Linked DNA regions of Pan troglodytes: all the other regions are linked to region 1. A link is a contact called in public HiChIP or PLAC-seq data. All regions are on one chromosome and are shown on one strand. Each heading gives the region's core, a stretch centred on a gene start, on an enhancer-like site or on the middle of the called end of the contact. The rest is flanking DNA. Distances are from core to core; before and after follow the strand shown. Region 1 holds the start of PABPC1 (poly(A) binding protein cytoplasmic 1). Region 2 holds the start of YWHAZ (tyrosine 3-monooxygenase/tryptophan 5-monooxygenase activation protein zeta). Region 3 holds the start of ANKRD46 (ankyrin repeat domain 46).

The links. HiChIP or PLAC-seq counts read pairs in DNA pulled down with a chosen protein or histone mark.
Region 2: an H3K4me3 HiChIP or PLAC-seq map of stem cell-derived excitatory neurons shows a contact between it and region 1, with 2.6 times the contacts expected there. The contact joins the promoter of YWHAZ here to the promoter of PABPC1 in region 1. A contact is called at or near these places in 1 of 7 Hi-C or Micro-C datasets (stem cell-derived neural progenitor cells) and 1 of 1 datasets of contacts at active chromatin or transcription factors (stem cell-derived excitatory neurons).
Region 3: an H3K4me3 HiChIP or PLAC-seq map of stem cell-derived excitatory neurons shows a contact between it and region 1, with 7 times the contacts expected there. The contact joins the promoter of ANKRD46 here to the promoter of PABPC1 in region 1. A contact is called at or near these places in 2 of 7 Hi-C or Micro-C datasets (blood and stem cell-derived neural progenitor cells) and 1 of 1 datasets of contacts at active chromatin or transcription factors (stem cell-derived excitatory neurons).

Annotation. Positions count from the first base shown.
Region 1 is chr7:110,964,888-110,968,387 of NHGRI_mPanTro3-v2.0_pri, reverse strand. PABPC1 (poly(A) binding protein cytoplasmic 1) reads left to right here and starts at 1,583. Exons shown (of 17, transcript XM_063817334.1): 1 at 1,583-1,759; 2 at 2,571-2,723; 3 at 2,838-3,066. The coding sequence starts at 2,874.
Region 2 is chr7:111,193,855-111,197,354 of NHGRI_mPanTro3-v2.0_pri, reverse strand. YWHAZ (tyrosine 3-monooxygenase/tryptophan 5-monooxygenase activation protein zeta) reads left to right here and starts at 1,869. Exons shown (of 6, transcript XM_003951316.6): 1 at 1,869-2,079.
Region 3 is chr7:110,803,721-110,807,220 of NHGRI_mPanTro3-v2.0_pri, reverse strand. It overlaps ANKRD46 (ankyrin repeat domain 46), which reads left to right and starts at 1,836. Exons shown (of 6, transcript XM_001152837.8): 1 at 1,836-2,916.

The DNA of each region.
Region 1 (3,500 bases), core at 334-2,833:
AGAGGTGATTGATGGATCAAGGGAACAGGTTCTTGGTTTCAGTTCCAGATCCCACTCCTGTTTCCTCCTGGGCTCTGACTCTCTCTCCTATTCTATTAAATAGCAGCTCCTTGTCCTCAGGTATGGACTTTGCTTCTACTTTCCCTTGCACATACTCAACTGTACCGCCATAAAATATGACAATGACATCTACTAAGTGCAAGAGCCACAGCTGCATAGACGTCCTGATGACTGGCTCCCTTCCCAAACTATGTATTCACCTACAAAGCACTAATATCCTTTTCTAGTGATGAGAATGCTTCCACTTACCATCCAGGGCATCACTGCCTGTCAAGCTGCCCTGGAAGCCTATCAACTGTTTATTTTTTATTTATTTGAGTCTCGCTCTGTCACCAGGCTGGAGTGCAGTGACGCAATCCTGGCTCACTGCAACCTCCGCCTCCCGGGTTCAAGCGATTCTCCTGCCTCAGGCTCCCGAGTAGCTGGGACTATAGGCGTGCGCTACCACGCCCAGCTAATTTTTGTATTTTTAGTAGAGACGGGGTTTCACCATGTTGGCCAGGATGGTCTCGATCTCTTGACCTCGTGATCTGCCCCCCTCGGCTTCTCAAAGTGCTGGGATTACAGGCGTGAGCCACCGCGCCTGGCTACTTTTTGTATTTTTAGTAGAGACGGGGTTTCACCATGTTGGCCAGGCTGGTCTCGAACTCCTGACCTCATGTGATCAGCGTGCGTCAGCCTCCCAAAGTGCTGGAATTACAGGAGTGAGCCACCGCGCCCGGTCACATTTTATCCTCTTTTTAATAGGAGCAAAATAGTATTTATGTGGGATTCCACTGGTTTAAATTCTAATTAAATGAGAACAGATATAAAGTACTTAATTCCACACCTAGCAATACAGTTGACATCCATTAAAGTTTATTGAATTAAGGAATAAATTGGGCAATCATTTAACTTCTTTGAGACTGTTCCTGTAACAGTAAAGTAAAATTATTACTACTTGCTCCACCTCCCACACAAGATTGCTCTCAGGAACAAATGATAGTATGTTTACGCGAGTGCTTTAAAACCTGTAAAAGCACTTTACTACTTTCGAGTGGAATTTGTATGTTGATTTAATGTCATTCCTAGAGCCGGTTTTTATTACTATCAATTCGTTAAATTTAGCATTCCTATTAAAACCCACTACTAATGTGCAGAATTGTTTTAGTTATTTATAAGGACGTTGTTTTAGACTATTCCTAATTTTGTCTGGTTGCAGGGCTGTGGTGCCATATAGTAGTGACTGTGACAAACCCGTACTTTCAGGAAAAACATTCACTTTTCTCCACTCCTGGTTTCTATCGCCAAGAAATGTCTGGCAGAAGCAGCACAAATCAATGATTCCAGCCTAGCACCTTAAGGTAAGAAGTGACCAAAGACCCCCAACACAGCTATCCCATATTAAAGCCACTCTGACCAACGACAACGTCCAGTGAAGACACGGAGGAGGGTCGGGCTGGAAAAGAAGAGGACGAGGAACCCGAGGGGCCCTCCCCTCTCTCTCCCTGCCCCCCCACCCCGCGCCGGGAGCTCCAGAGGTGCCGGGGTCCAGCGCGCAGGACGGTTGAGGGGTCCCGGAGCGGGCGGCCAGGACCCGCGCAGCCAGTTGGTGTCAGCGAGCGCCGCGGCCGTTGGGGACTCCAGCTCCCAGCAGGCACCGCTTCTGCGGCCGACGCGCGTGGCGGCGGTGCCCGCTGGGACTCGTAGTGCGGTCCGGGTAGGAGAGAGCAGGGGGCCACGCTGGCTCCATCTACGCACGTTTCGGAAACCGGGCCCGGAGGGGACCACGCCCGCTCACCCGTGCCCGGCGTCCCCCGGAGCTGGGGCTAGAGGAGCCGGGCCGGCCGCAGCGGGAGGAGGCCACAGGCGGCCGCGCACGTGGGGGGTGGTTGGCGCGGAGGAACCCGGAAGCCCCTTGCACCGCCCACCGCCGCGGTGACGGGTTAACGCTCCTCCTGGTGGAGGCAGGGGCGGGCGGGGCGGAAGGCGGGGCCGCCTCAGTCAACACCCCCGAGGACCGCCTGCGAGCCGCCCTCCCCACCCCCGCGGACGCGACGCAGCGCGAGCCCCGCTTCCCGGGCCGCGGCGCCTGCGCAAAAGCCCCGCCCCTTCGCCAGAGCCCCACCCCCACACCGCAGCCTCCACCGCCGCCACCTCTCCCTTCCTCTCAGCTCTTTCCTCCTGTTTTCTCTTCCCTCCTCCCCCTGGCCTCCGCGTCTCCTCCTACTCCGGCGCTGACGCTCGCGTAGGGGCCCTGGCGTCAGACGCGCGGGGGCGGGGCGAGTGCGGCGCGGGGTATAAGTAGAGGGTGCAGGAGGCGGTGCTTCCCCTTCTCCCCGGCGGTTAGTGCTGAGAGTGCGGAGTGTGTGCTCCGGGCTCGGAACACACATTTATTATTAAAAAATCCAAAAAAAATCTTAAAAAATCTTTTAAAAAACCCCAAAAAAATTTACAAAAATTCCGCGTCTCCCCCGCCGGAGACTTTTATTTTTTTTCTTCCTCTTTTATAAAATAACCCGGTGAAGCAGCCGAGACCGACCCGCCCGCCCGCGGCCCCGCAGCAGCTCCAAGAAGGAACCAAGAGACCGAGGCCTTCCCGCTGCCCGGACCCGACACCGCCACCCTCGCTCCCCGCCGGCAGCCGGCAGCCAGCGGCAGTGGATCGACCCCGTTCTGCGGCCGTTGAGTAGTTTTCAATTCCGGTTGATTTTTGTCCCTCTGCGCTTGCTCCCCGCTCCCCTCCCCCCGGCTCCGGCCCCCAGCCCCGGCACTCGCTCTCCTCCTCTCACGGAAAGGTCGCGGCCTGTGGCCCTGCGGGCAGCCGTGCCGAGATGAACCCCAGCGCCCCCAGCTACCCCATGGCCTCGCTCTACGTGGGGGACCTCCACCCCGACGTGACCGAGGCGATGCTCTACGAGAAGTTCAGCCCGGCCGGGCCCATCCTCTCCATCCGGGTCTGCAGGGACATGATCACCCGCCGCTCCTTGGGCTACGCGTATGTGAACTTCCAGCAGCCGGCGGACGGTGAGCGCCGGGCTCCGCGGTCGGCCGGGCGGGCGGGCGGCCATGAGGCTCGGGCGGCGGCGGCGGGCGGGGTAGGCCGGCGGGCCCGGGGCGGGGGGCGGGAGGGCATGTCACCCCGCGACGGCCGGCGGGAAGGCGCCGGGGTCCCTGGAGCCGCGTTTCCCGAGCCGGCGGGGACCCGCGCTGCCGGCAACCACACGCCCGGCTACTTCCTCCTTTGCGACCATTTTCTCGGCCTCAGACGCTCTCAAACTTTAGGGTGATGACGCGCCGGGAGGGTGGGTGAGATTCGGTTCCTCCGCGGCGCTCCCGCCAGTGGCCCCGGGATTCTGGGGCGTTGAGCGCTGAGCTCCTTTCGTGGGTAAGAGGTGGAGGCGCTCCCACCACCCGGAGCTCCTGCCGGCGCCCCAGCCTGGGGAGGAAGTGCAGTTCTG
Region 2 (3,500 bases), core at 620-3,119, 230 kb before region 1:
CTGCCACATCATCAATAGAGTCCATCCTTGGAGATGTTTTCCCAATTGGAGGGATGGACTTGTGCTAATTCACTTAAACTCTTTTCCCATTTTAGTGTTTCATTTTTGAGACAGGGTCTCGCTTTGTTGCCCAGGCTGTAGTGTAGTGACACAATCACAGCTAACTGCAGCCTCTACCTTCCGGGCTCAAATGATCCTCCCACCTCAGCCTCCCCAGTAGCTGGGACCGCAGGCACATGCCACCATGTCCAGCTACTTTTTGTATTTTTTGTAGAGAAGGGGTCTTGCCATGTTGCCCAGGCTGGTCTTGAACCCGTGGACTCAAGCTATCTGCCTGCCTCCCAAAGTGCTGAGATAATGAGAGTGAACCACTGTGCTTGGGCTTTTTCTCATTTTAATGTATAGCATTATATATTGATGTATAGCTCTGAAGAGATCATTGCAGTCCCCTATAGAGGAATGAATCAATATTCACCCTCATCACTCATGTCTCAGCACTAAGAAACACAAATAGGCATTTCTACTTCTAAAAGATACTTTAAAAATATGGTTTCTTTCTGCTACTGAAGTTTCCTAAAAATCAAAAAGAAAATAGTTTCATTTTATCTTTACAATCCTTTGAACACTAGAGATATCAATCAGATATATCCATTTACAAATGAATAATAGCTAGGTTACTCTAAGAAATATATGTATGTGTATATTCGTTTAATCCTCAGCATCACCTGATGAGTTAAGTGTTTTTGTTGCCAGTATTTTATTGCCGTGGCTATCAAAGCACATAGAGGTTAACCAACTTGAGTGAGGTAAGAGTTGCGCATTGAAGAAAATACAGGTCAGGGTATTAGTGAAAGTCTCCAGCAACGTTCCCAGGGTTCATAGGTTCTATTTATTCTGCTCTGTATGCCACAGGTTATTCCTTATTTCTTAAAAGATCTTTTCCTCAGGGCTTTCATAACATCCCGTTCCTTTCTTGCAGCTTCATTATATCTTTATTGTGCAGACACATTGACTTGAGTATGTAAAACCTAACAGTGCCTATTGTTGCACTAAAAAATGCCTTGCTATTAAAGCATGAGGCAAAAGCCTAACTTAGCTGTTTCCTGAAGTAAATCCACATTTATACAGAAAAACCCCTTAACTTCCTCTAAAACAAAAGGCATATACTCTACATAGACATATATTTGAGACATTAAAGAAACATCAATTTCCATTTTAAAAAAACGTTTAACTTAGTATCCTCTGTCAAATTTCTGGTGCCTACTACAAAACTGGAAAAAACTGTAAAAAAATAGCTTTTGAAATATTACTCATTTTAAGTGAGTCACGCCCTAAAAGAATTTACTTGGGAGTCAAAGCTAGTTGACCCTAACATCTCAGAAATAAAACTCCAATTTGTTTATCCATTTAAGCTACCATGAGTCTGTGATTTGGCAACTTGTGAAAAGCAACAACAAAAAAACCCACTAAAATATAACTGGTCACTGGAAACCCTCTTTCTGGTCTGTACTATCTAAATGCCAGCTGTCATGTCAGGCAAAAAGTAATTTGTAGAGCAGCCTTGTGGTCCACTGTATTGTGTAGGAAAGACAATGTACTGGAAGAGCGAGGACTCAATCATTTCGTGTCTACTACTGAGAAACTAAATTCTGTAGAGAACATGAGGCTAAACGGAGGCTCTGGTCAGCTCAATAAAGATACGTTGGAAGAATCAATGGGGAGTTTACACAAGAGTAAAATGAAGAGTTCCAAGCTTTCTCATTGCTAACCGTACACTCTCCATGGCTGTTGCAAGTGGTTTTGCAGGTCATCCAAGCACTAATCTTTTCTTAGCCCGAACACATTTAAAGAGGGAAGGGGCAGAGATCATTCACACTGTGAATGTTTCTCTCTGAACTTCCTGAAGTCAACTGGGCGGAGGCCCTACCGGTTCAGGCACCTGCAATTTCCGCCTTTCTCCTTCCCCTTCTTCCGGGCTCCCGTCCCGGGTCATCACCCGGCCTGTGGCCCAGTCCCACCGCCAGCTGGAACCCTGGGGACTACGACGTCCCTCAAACTTTGCTTCTAGGAGATAAAAAGGTAATGATCGTCATGTGCAGTATGAGGTCTTCACGTGAAAGCTTTATTTGGGTAGGAAAACCTAGCCTACGAGAAACGGGTCCGTGCGGTCACGCCTGACTGCCTGTCTCCGGGTCAAGGCTGCCAGGACCAGCTCCAGCCCTCCGCCGGAGAAGGCTGTCTTTTCCCCTCGGAACTCTGGCTTCCCTAAAGCGGCCGCGCCTCCTTCCAGGCCTCACCTCCTGCCGGCTCCGCCCGGCCCGGCCCACCTCGCCCCCACCTCGGCGCCCACCCATTGTCCCCTCGCGCAGTCACCGAGCGCAGATCCCGCGCTCTCGATTGGAACGCCTCCCCATCACTCAGCCACACTCAGGGGCTGGACGCCTCACTCCCGTTTCCGAGCCATAAAAGGTCTAGGACCGCTTCCCCCGAGCCAGCAGGTAAAGCCGCGGCGGCGGGAGGGAGGCCGAGAGGGGCCGCGCGCCCCGGTCGGCCCAGCCGGGGAAGGGGAGCGGCGGGCGGGGCGGGGGGGAGCGCACCACACACAACACTCCCTTGCCGTGCGACCGCGCCCTGCCCCCGCCCCGGGGCCCCCACCCCGCAAGTCCTGATCACAATGCCGGAGCCGCCGAGCCACCCTTGTCATCCTGCCCGGGGACGGCCCTGGGGCAGTTACTACCGCGAAGCACGGAGGGCGGGGCGGGCCGGGCCTCGGGGAGGGGTGGGGGGATGTGAAAGGTCCCGGATGTTGCTGAACGGGAGCCCCTTCCAGAGGGAGTGACTGGGGCAAGCGCAGACGGGCTGAGCGAAAGCTAAGGTGGGGGTAGGGAGAGAACGCCTTCCCGCCGGCTGAGAGGAAGAGTGGGCCGGCAGAGGCTGCAGGGGAGAGGGAGAGAGAGGGCGTTGGGGACCCAAAGGGAAGGCGAGGAGTGGGGGATTTGCGTTGGGGAGGAAAAGGAAAAAAGCAGCCTCCTGCCCTAGGTGCACTCGGGACAAGCGTAGAGGAGCTGGAAGCCGAGCGGGGTGGGAGGAGTGGCGGCTGCGGGCGAGGACGCGCGCGCCTCCGCTCGCCCTCCAGCGCGGGCGGGCAGGACGAGCGCCGGGGAGCGGCGATTGCGCGGGGCCCCGATCGCTGTGGGCACCAATCAACGGTTGCCATAGCAGCGTTTGACGTCATCGTGCGTGTGGTGCCCCTGCTGCCGGGGCTGGTGATTGGAGGAAACCCCGTGTCTGCGGAGCGGCTGTAGCCTGTGAGCAGCGAGATCCAGGGACAGAGTCTCAGCCTCGCCGCTGCTGCCGCCGCCGCCCAGAGACTGCTGAGCCCCTGTCCGTCCGCCGCCACCACCCACTCCGGACACAGGTGAGGAACCCGGCCGCCGCCGCGCCTCGCTTCCTGTCCCAGGCCAGCCTTCCGAACGCGTGGGAGCCGTCCTCGCTCCGTC
Region 3 (3,500 bases), core at 587-3,086, 160 kb after region 1:
CTTTGAGGATGGAAAAAGGAGCCATGAGCCAGGGACGTAGGTGGCCTCTAGGAGCTGGAGAAGGCATGGCAACCAACTCTCCTGAGAATCTCCAGAAGGAAAGCACTTCCCGCACTTTGATTTTAGCTCAGTGAAACTGATTTTGGACTTCTCACCTCTTGAAATGTAAAATAATCCTTGTTTTAAAGTATTAAATTTAGGGTAATTTGTTACAATGACAATAGGAAACCAATATATAGCCCTCCCTTGTTCAGGCCCCTTCCAAGGCCCTGGGAAGCAGTGCTGATATGGTTATATGTTTTTGTAAAGCTTGCAAAATTAAAATACTTTACCTACAATTGATTAAGATTTCTCTCTTTCCACTCAGACTTCCGGAGTATTCTTCTACTGGCTAACATTGGAGTGACTACAGGCATTTTTGGGATCCAGCTAAGCAGAAATGCAGCTGGGGGTACTTTGGTTTGCATTTAATGGGAGACGTTCATGTGGTTCGTGGTCACTTCCATGCACCATTAAGTTATTGCTGGAGAGTAGGAATGGCTTCTGCGAATGCTCCTGTATTAGTCCGTTCTCACACTGCTATGAAGAAATACCTAAGACTGAGTAATTTATAAGAAAAGAGGTGTGATTGACTCAGTTGAATCACAATTCTGCATGGCTGGGGCAGCCTTAGGAAACTTACAATCATGGCAGAAGGCACTTCTTGACAGGGTGGTAGGAGACAGAATGAGTGCTGAGCAAAAGGAGAAGCCCCTTATAAAACCATCAGATCTCATGAGAACTCATGTGCTCTCATGAGAACAGCATAGGGGAAACTGCCCCCATGATTCAATTATCTTCACCTGGTCCTGCCCTTGACATATGGGTATTATTATAATTCAAGATGAGATTTTGGGCAGGGACACAGCCAAACCATATCAGCTCCTAACAGCCACTGTGTCAAAGTGCCCAGGTGTGGTAACATGAAGGAGTCATAGAATATGTGCAGCATGCAGTTCACTTTAATCCCGTCAGAGAAAAAAGCTGTCTTCACCATCCCTACATTTTTTCATATCAATCAAAAGCAGTAATTCATGAAGAGGAAGAGATAAATTTGAATAGAAGTAATGGAGAGGCTCTCAGATTGTTGGATGAGTCAAATAATGAAGAGTAAATCTTATTAATACATTGGGAAAAGCTTTAATTTCCTTGCTAATTTGTCATAGTTTATAGGCATCAGTGAAGATATTATAAACTCAACACACAACCAGAAGGAGGACATCGATAACAAACTGATTAATAAATGTCATCAATTTAACAAGTAATATTGCTGATTAGTCATAGCACAATAAAATGTGAAATGCCCTAAGATCTTATAACTTTTTTTTTTTGAGATGGAGTCTTGTTCTGTCACCCAGGCTGGAGTGCAGTGGTGAGATCTCGGCTCATTGTGACCTCCGCCTTTTGGGGTTCAAGGATTCTTGTGCCTCAGCCTCCTGAGTAGCTGGGATTACAGGTGTGCAACACCATGCCTGGCTAATTTTTGTATTTTTGTAGAGCCAAGGTTTCACCATGTTGGTCCGGCTGGTCTCGAACTCCTGACCTCAAGTGATCTGTCCTCCCCAGCGTCCCAAAGTGCTGGGATTACAGGTGTGAGCCACCGTGCATGGCCAGATCTTATAATTCTTACATGAAAGAAATGTAATAGTGATCTCCTCTAATATGACAATAGTCCTAAACATTTACATGACATTTTCAAGAACAAATTATTAGACGGTGTAGGTGGTCCTTAAATGAATGAACCATGAGATACCCTAGAGCAGGGGTGTCCAATCTTTTGGCTTCCCTGGGCCACATTGGAAGAAGAATTGTCTTGGGCCACACATAAAATACACTAACACCAGCAATTGTTGATGAGCTAAAAAAAAATTGCAAAAAAAAAAAAAAAACTCATAATGTTTTAAGAGAGTTTATTAATTTGTGTTGGGCTGCATTCTAAACTGTCTTGGCTGCATGCAGCCTGCAGGTGTGGGCCAGGGGTTGGACAAGTTTGCCATAGAGGGTGGCTTGGTTGGATGAGGGTGCTAGAATTCAGAGGACGGTCACTGTGCAGTGAGAGTTGTCTTGGCTGTAGGACTGGAGTTGGTAAAATGAAAAAAAGAAAAAACTAGTTTTGCATGAAAGAATGTTTCCAGCATATGAATGTCCCACCACACTTTTAGTTAGTCTTGGCTGTACATGTTGCAATAAGTCAAGGAACCCTACAAAGTAGGAAGGAAGGATTCAAACTGCGAATCGCTTGAACCCGGAAGGCGGAGTTGGAGTTTGCAGTGAGCCGAGGTTGAGCAACTGCACTCCAGCCTGGGCGACAGAGTGAGACTCCGTCTAAAAAAAAAAAAAAAAAAAAAGATTCAAACTGCTTTTGAAAAAAGTAAAAATGCAGGGTTATATTTTAGAAATAGCGCAGCCAATCATTAGTGGCTATTCCTAATATGTCAATTTGGGGTCTATAGAAGACCTACCTAGAGGCCAGCAACTATTAATTGATGCTTATAGCACCCAATGAAACTGCCCTTGCCTTTGAAGCCCCCATTTAGCTAAGGGGATGGGATGTGAATTTAGAACAGGACGTGAAAAGTGCAAAATGCTCCCGGACTCAGATCGGATAAACCTCTTCTAGGCTGTCTTTCTCTTCTGAAGCCACAGTTTTGATGCTTTCCCTAATTCAGAGCAGGCTTTCCCGGAGTCTCTGACTCAGAGCAGCCCGAGCCACCGTGAGGACCGCCCACCTGCAGGGGGCGCGCCGGGGGCTGCAGCGCGAGACCGCTCTGGCCCAGCGGGGACTCCGACTACCCCTGTCTGGCCCCTCCCCTCCGCCCGTCACCGCCGCCTTGAAGCTGCTGCTGTTGCTGTCGCTGCTGCTCGTTCGAGTCGCAGGTACTTGGCCCGGGGCCTGTGGGCAGCGCCTGGGCTAGAGCCACTTGATATCTCCTGCACCGTCCCTGTAGCATTGGAGGTCCAGCAGGCCTGGCCGGGGCCCTGAGGGGCGAGGGTGCCCGGGCTTCCCACACCTTCCGCGGCGACTGGAGGGAGCCGGGCCGAGGAAGCGACCGCGGGTCCGTGATGGCTTCTTCGCGGTCTGTGTGTTCACGAGGGCCGGGCAGAGGCCTGCGAGGGTTCTCGTTTGCGCTTGCGGGTTAGGGCTGTGGTCCGGGGAACCCCTGGGCAGCGCGGGCAGCCCTGGCTCGCGGTTAATCGGAGGGTGAGCGCGGAAGCCCCGCCGCAGGTCCAGCTGCTCGGCCGGGGCGAGACGGTGCTTTCGCGGCGTGTGCTTGCAGGAGCGCACAGTTCAGGCGCCGGGACAAGCTGTTGGGGTGTGAGTGAGCTCTCCAGAATGGCACATGGCTCCGGGGTGCCCGGGTTAAAAGGCAGGATTTGCACACCTTCCACTTAGGGCTCGGGTAATCGCAAACTTCCTCCCTTAATTGGCTTGCAGTGCTAAAAAGCAGATCGTTCTCTCT